2 separate regions of the Mus musculus genome follow, and region 1 is linked to region 2. The links are chromatin contacts, called in public Hi-C maps. All regions are on one chromosome and are shown on one strand. The core of a region is the stretch at or near the end of the contact, and the rest is flanking DNA. Distances in the headings are between cores, read along the strand shown.

The links. Hi-C and Micro-C count contacts between places; a contact is called where the count stands out from the background.
Region 1: a Hi-C map of the N1E-115 cell line shows a contact between it and region 2, with 8 times the contacts expected there. The contact joins two enhancer-like sites.

The regions. Positions count from the first base shown.
Region 1 is chr11:18,353,474-18,356,914 of GRCm38.p6, forward strand. No RefSeq gene overlaps it. Among named protein-coding and RNA genes, the nearest start is that of Gm12022, 140 kb to the right of the region's middle. Within about 2 kb of position 1,533, at least 2 of the 459 cell types and tissues checked have an H3K27ac peak or open chromatin away from gene starts, as enhancers often do. A contact at or near this core is called in the N1E-115 cell line, where this site is marked.
Region 2 is chr11:17,684,614-17,687,844 of GRCm38.p6, forward strand. No RefSeq gene overlaps it. Among named protein-coding and RNA genes, the nearest start is that of Etaa1, 270 kb to the right of the region's middle. Within about 2 kb of position 1,963, at least 57 of the 459 cell types and tissues checked have an H3K27ac peak or open chromatin away from gene starts, as enhancers often do. A contact at or near this core is called in the N1E-115 cell line, where this site is marked.

The sequences.
Region 1 (3,441 bases), core at 283-2,782, 670 kb after region 2:
ACTCGTCCCAGGTGGCATGCTTGTATTATTGGACAGACTTTAATCTTAGAATTATACAGGCCCACATTTTTCCATTGCCAAACACTATTTGCAGTTCTGTCCCAGATGTAACAACCTAATCAAAATAGAATTTCATAGAGCACTACACAGAGGATTGGCTTCTGGGGACTGTGCAACAGGTAGCTGTATGTTTATTGCCTTCTTTTATGAAACTTATACAATGCAATTGCAAAGTGCACAATGAATACTGGGACTTGACTCATAAGTAATGAATTGTAAATAATAAGGTTTAGCATCAGCCAGAAACATTTTCACATACTCAAATGCCAGCGTTCTCACCCACATCTCCACGGACTTTAAATCAACACAGAGCGTTCCCACCTTTCCACAGCGTCCTTCTCAATGACGCAGACTGCCAACTGACCTGCAGCCCTGACAACGAGTGCATCCTTGCTTAGAGTGGAAGAGAGAAACCTTTCATGTACAATAAAGAGAGGTTTTAGGCTTTATTTTTTGTTTTGTTTTGTTTTTGTTTGTTTTTTCAGAGGTCTTTTTCAGAGATGCAGAGATGGTTCAAGGATAAAATAGCCATTTAGAAATGTCAAAGGAGCAAATTTCTGAGCTGAAATCATTTTGGAAAAGGATTTGCTTATAAAACACACTGGAAATATGTTGTCAAAACAATGTTATTTGGAAGTTCAAGAAAAGCATGTCCTTAGATCTCTGTCCCAAGTGCTGGTGACATGACAGCACCTTTGAGCCTTGCTTCTTCTGAGCCTCGTCTTCAAGGTCAAGCTGTCATTTCCACCATCTGCCTGCATTCAATCTGTCCTTTCTATGGCATTTTGAGAAATTAAGTTAAATTCCATAAACACAGAAATCTTAAGTCGCAAAGATATAAGTAGATGGAAAACTGCCAACCTTCTTCTCAGCATCGGCAGCAAATCAGCTCTGTTTTATAAATGTGGAAACTAAAGTTGAGAAATGTTACAAAATCTGATGCACTACTGATTGCACAAAGTAAGACAAAGTCAATAGTCAAAATCTGCTACTGCTCACTAAACGCATCTCCCCTTAAACAGCATGGAAGAGCCATGACATTCAAATTTGCTTAAATATGTGTGCAGCATGAAAGTGTGGCACACCCTTTCAAGAAAAGCACCCTTCCTCACTCCCCACACACCTGGCTACCTCTACCAGATTCATGTTTCTATAAACTGTTATACTACTTGTAACACTGGGATATAACAATTATTTAATTGAATTTTTGTAGCAGATGGTGTAAGTTTATAAATTGCCTCAATTAATGAATAAATAAAAACAAACTGTTGCTCTCATTAGTGTCCCTAAAATATGTAAATGACACACATTTATTTTCATGGCTCACAGATGGAGATGTTGAGGCCCATGGAGGCTTGGTTTGCTTTTGGGCAGGTAGACAGATATTCAATCCCAGAAGAGCTAACAGACTGGCGGTGACTCATTCTTTCTTTTTTATCCAGAACAAAGCTTAAGAGAGTCTGTTTAGAGTGCTTTCTTCCTGTCTCCTTATCTAGTGTTCTGTAATCTAATTTGGCCTTGGCATAGAACAAGTTGAACCAGCAATGAGAGCTTGGATCACAGTCAAGTCTCTGTGCTTCCCTTTCTGAAAAGTCTCACATCCCGAGGCCAGAGAGAAAGCAACAACGACAGAAAGGTGGAGTCCTCTCCCCTGAAAGTACAAGGAAGAACCTGGGTGTCCTCTGTTCAATCTAGGAAAAGGAAGTGGATGGCTATGTTCTTGGAGGTGTGGCACTTCTAAGAATCCTAACATCTGGAACAGAGGTACCTCTGTCCAAAAGAAGCTCTGAGAAGATGCCACAGCTATTCTTGTCCCAGAAGCCTCCACGGTGGTGCTGGTGTAGGGCCAGATGTTCCAGAACTTTTCATGAGGTAGCGTCACACTTGCGGCATTTCACTGGTAGCGAGTGCCACATTAAAATGCCATTTTAGGCAATTAATATTTTATTTATAAACACTTATAAATATTTATCACAAATGGCTGTTTAAATAGTAGCTTGTGAGAAAACAAATCTATTACATTTGTATTAAAAATTCCTTGGATGCTTAATTAAGGGAATATTTAGACAGACCATGAAAATTTTATACCAACTCCTTGAGAAGTCAGGGACAAACCTAGTTAGACTCTCTCATGAAACTGAGGGAATAAATTTGATAAGATGCCACACAAAATGGGGGCATCCAACTTGAGATCCCACGTCAAAATCTTTTCTTTAAACATTGTAAGTAAGATGGACTCATTCTAAATAAATGTCCTGACCTTACCCACAATCAAACTATGTCTCCTCCTTAAAGGTATCTGACTAAGCGTCGCAGCTTCTTCAGCTGTTTTCATCAGATCGCAAACACAATCGGCAGTCCAATTTTTCAACCAGGAAGAAAAATAGTTATTGCCCACATTGATCTGCTGTAGAGCAGAGTGTCTCACCTTATTCTCTTCTTAAAACATAATCGAAGCATTCTATTTTGAGGTCAACAATTTAACAAAGCACAGATATCTTTGTATACATTTAGCACTAAGAGAACATAAGATAGACTAAGTTCTTTTTACTGGCTATATGAGATTTCAATATTTTGAGAATTAGTGTAATTGTAAATGTGTATTTCCTCTCAGTGGCTGTAGTGTTTGTGTGCTTCGTCCTCTGGATTTGCATGTTGATACTACATAGCACTCTATTAGCTTTCATGCATTTGAAGGGTCAAAAAAACAGTGACCGACTTGAAAAGAGACTTGCAATCCCATCACAAGGTTCCAAGACTTGTTCTTTAGAACATCCTGTGGTCATCACAATGTGTTTCTCAATTATGATTAATTGAACTTGGTTTTTGTAGCAGACAAGTTCACTCTCCTATAGCACTAAGCAGTTTGAAATAGTACTAAGAGCATCAATGTCATCTTGGGAATTCTAAGGCCACCTGGCCCCTTTAGCTGCTTTTAATGATATGAAATATATATTTGAAAACTAGGATTATTATTCACAGTGGAGGACATCATATAAGAAAGATAAATTGAAATTTTTACCTAGCCAAGTTAAAACAGTGGTGTCTAAGCGTTGTGCAATCAAAAGTCCAGGAAGACTGATTCAGCTCTGAAGATAGCCAAAGAAATCTTTTGAATGAGTTTCAGAAGAAAATCAGACACACTAGAATCCCAACTTTTTCCGGGACTCCATTCCCAACTCTGCATCAATGTCAAAGTGAATAGCCTTGCCTAGCCTTCAAATGTGAACCACATTTTTGTGAAGCCTTCGTCATAAGGTAATAAACAAGTATTCATTATGATACGGAGAGGAAGAACGTCTGTCTGTATATGATAGCGGTGACCCACAAGGAATCTGCTTACAAGTGCAAATTTGAATCATTTGTCTCATTTTCTTTCAT
Region 2 (3,231 bases), core at 713-3,212:
AAGATCTATCTATCTATCTATCTATCTATCTATCTATCTATCTATCATCTATCTATCTATCTATCTAGATATCTATTGCTTATGCACGTACACTGTAGCTGTCTTCAGACAAACCAGAATAGGGCATCAGATCCCATTACAGGTGGTTGTGAGCCACCATGTGGTTGCTGAGAATTGAACTCAGAACCTCTGAAAGACCAGTCAATGCTCCTAACCGCTGAGCCATCTCTCCAGCTCATATTTCTACATCTCAGAAACTTGATATATTGTCTTTTCATAGAGTTCACCATTAGGTTATTGATTACATGGTTTGATGTAAAAACTTTAGATTTCAGGCTTCCTGACTTCCATTTCTTAATTCCAACCTCACATTATTTTCCCTCTGTAATATTCTGATAGCAGTTCAAGGACTCCAATATGTTGACATGACATCATAAGTTGATTGTCTTTTAAAAATGCAATATTTCATCATTTATAGGTTGACCCTATTCCAGGACCCAAAGGAAAATGGAAAATAGGACTTAGAACTTGAAAGAGAAAATTTGAGTGAGCCTTCAGTTTAATGCAGTTTCCATTCTTGGAGCCAAAAGGCTCTGTAGGCAATACACAGAAGGAGTTGCAGAGGATGAGGGAGTGGAGACTTTTGGTTTCGTTACATACTCGCTGTACCACTGCATCAGGGTGTCTAGGATTTTTGCCCTCATGATGAAATTATGGGTGTTATCCTTCATTTCCTGTTTTGGAAAATGGTTTGACTTATGAAAAACAGGTTAATTGCATATTGTTTTTGTGAATTAGGTTGCTAATTTTTCACATCATAATTAAGCTAATTAGAATTCTATTATTTTCCAACAGTTTTAATGAGGTCTTCTACTTGGCAAGGAACCTGTGAGACCAAAAACCATTGCCATTTGTTAAAAGATGGAGAAACCCCGATGACAAGCAGAGTTTCAATTGCATTTCAGTTAATACGATTTATTCGTTAAGCTGATTATATTTTGTTGCTTCAAGTCTGACAAACTTCTAAAGTTGTCCACTTTTCTACTATGTCTCTGTTGCTCTATCTCCACTCCCGCCTCCATTCCTCCTTAGAGAATTTGTGGCGTCTGGGTTAAAATAGGTGGAAACAGTCTCTGTTTCCAGCCACCGCTCCCCAGCTTGGTTGGAATGCTCATCTGGTTGTGATAGAGCCTGCGGGTTCGGCCAGCAGTTCTTAAAATAGTTCCTTGGCTTATAAAAAAAATAGTCATTTGGGCAGCTCAGGGTTTGTTCTCTGGCTGCTTCTGGCAACTTGCTTTGGGGGGCACTGTTGCTCCAGTTTGGGAGTTACAGCTGGGCTTTAGTGAGTGATGGCTCTCTCTTGCACAATCTCAGATCTGCACCCCTTGTCAAGTAATCATTACAAATGTTTCACATAGGAGCAAGCTGGCACTAAGCAAAGGTCTGCCTTTTAAAAGAAGCATGGGCCCTAGGGGTGGGGACCACTCTGTCCTGACCATTGTAACATTTTCCCCTTTGACAGTGTAATTAAGTGCTAATTAACTAAATGAGTGTAAATGAGTGAAGGTTGAGATAAATATCTACATCTTCTTAATCTATTTTCCCCTCGAAGATTTGATAAAGGAAATTTGGATTTAATGGAAGATATCTGTCAATTATTTTTTTTAAGGTGGCAAATCTGTTTAGAAGGAACTGAAATACACCAGTTTTAATTTCTACAGGACAAGTTAACAGCATATGAATATAAGAGAGGTGCCATAAAATGGGGATGTGGTGCTGCAATAATTATGGTAAGGAGGCTTGGTGAAACTACCTTTTGCAAACATCTGCTTTCTGCTTTTTTTCATATCCTGCAGATGTTGCTGAACTGATGAAAAATACTGACAGGAGAATACATTAGCCCATGAAGTCATTTCAATGAATAAAGCAAAGACTAGCTTTTAACTTTCTAAAAAATCTACTTAGAAAAGAACTCTGCTTCCAGAATAGGGAGAGATTACACCAATAATTGAGAGGGGCCCAGGGCCTTCTAAAAGCGTCAATAGTGATCTCTTCTTGCCAAAGGGGAGAAGAGATGCTTTGTGGGGGAGCAGCCAGGGTAATAAATGAGAATCTTTGTAATTCAGGCACTTTTCCATTACCTTCCATGGTGAGTGATTAGAAATGAGACTGAGGAGCAGCCATGGAAAGCCCACTTTTGTGCTTGGCAGTAGAGCAAAAAGCTGCTGAGTTTTGCCCCAACTACCCTGCCTATCCTGCTAGGCAGCCCCTGAGGCTGAGACCAGAAACAGATTGACAGCTCTTGGGTTGGAGCAAGAATCTTGGAAAGGAGGTGCTATTTGTGGTTCCGGGCAGTCAATACCCTTCCCAGACAGGAAGTGGTAAGTCAGGCACATGTATGCTAAACTGCCTGGAAAGCAAGGACTGAGCCTGGGAAACGGCATTTAATGGGGTTCAGTTGCATATGAGATTAAAACCCTGAAATAAATGCAAAAGAACTATTTTGGCCTATACCCTATTTGGCAGGAGGATTAAGAGCCTGAAATAGTCCTCTGGCTGCCTGGGAACTCTGAATCACTCCCATTATTGATATAGCCACTTCGAGTCACAGCATCATGTGTTCAGAAGGCCCCAATTAAAATGTACAACAAGTGTTTTTCTGATAACCAACCTGGCAGATAAGAAGGATGTACTTATATAATGTTTTTGTTAAAAGAAAGACAACAAGAAAGAAAGAAAGTAAGAAAGAAAAAGAAAAAAGAAGAGAGAGAGAGAGATTCCAAAACAGAAACTGCACTTTTCTAATTCTTCTCTGAATTGACCTTTAATTGCTTACAGCTAGTAGTATCATCCTTTTTTCTTTTTCTTTTTTCCTTCTGAGGCAAAAGGACAAATCTGCACCATGTCTCGGGAAAGACTTTTTATTGTCTGTTCTATGAGGCCTGGAGGTCCCTGGAGAGGGATTCTTTCCTGACCACACAATCCTTCTGTTTTAGCCACAATGCACGGGTGATACCACCAATTACCTCTCTCCAGCTCTACCATTTACTCTAGTACTGGTGCATGGCATATTTCTTACTGGCATTAAAGGCGTTGCTTCATCTTTCCTCCTACCCAACCCTTCTTTTCTCTGCACCTGGCTAATTTCGGACTGTGATTTATCAGCTGTATTTCTCAATGCAGATTATCAGGTTCAACTCAATATGACCAGTTCTTGCTCCTTTGGGGGAA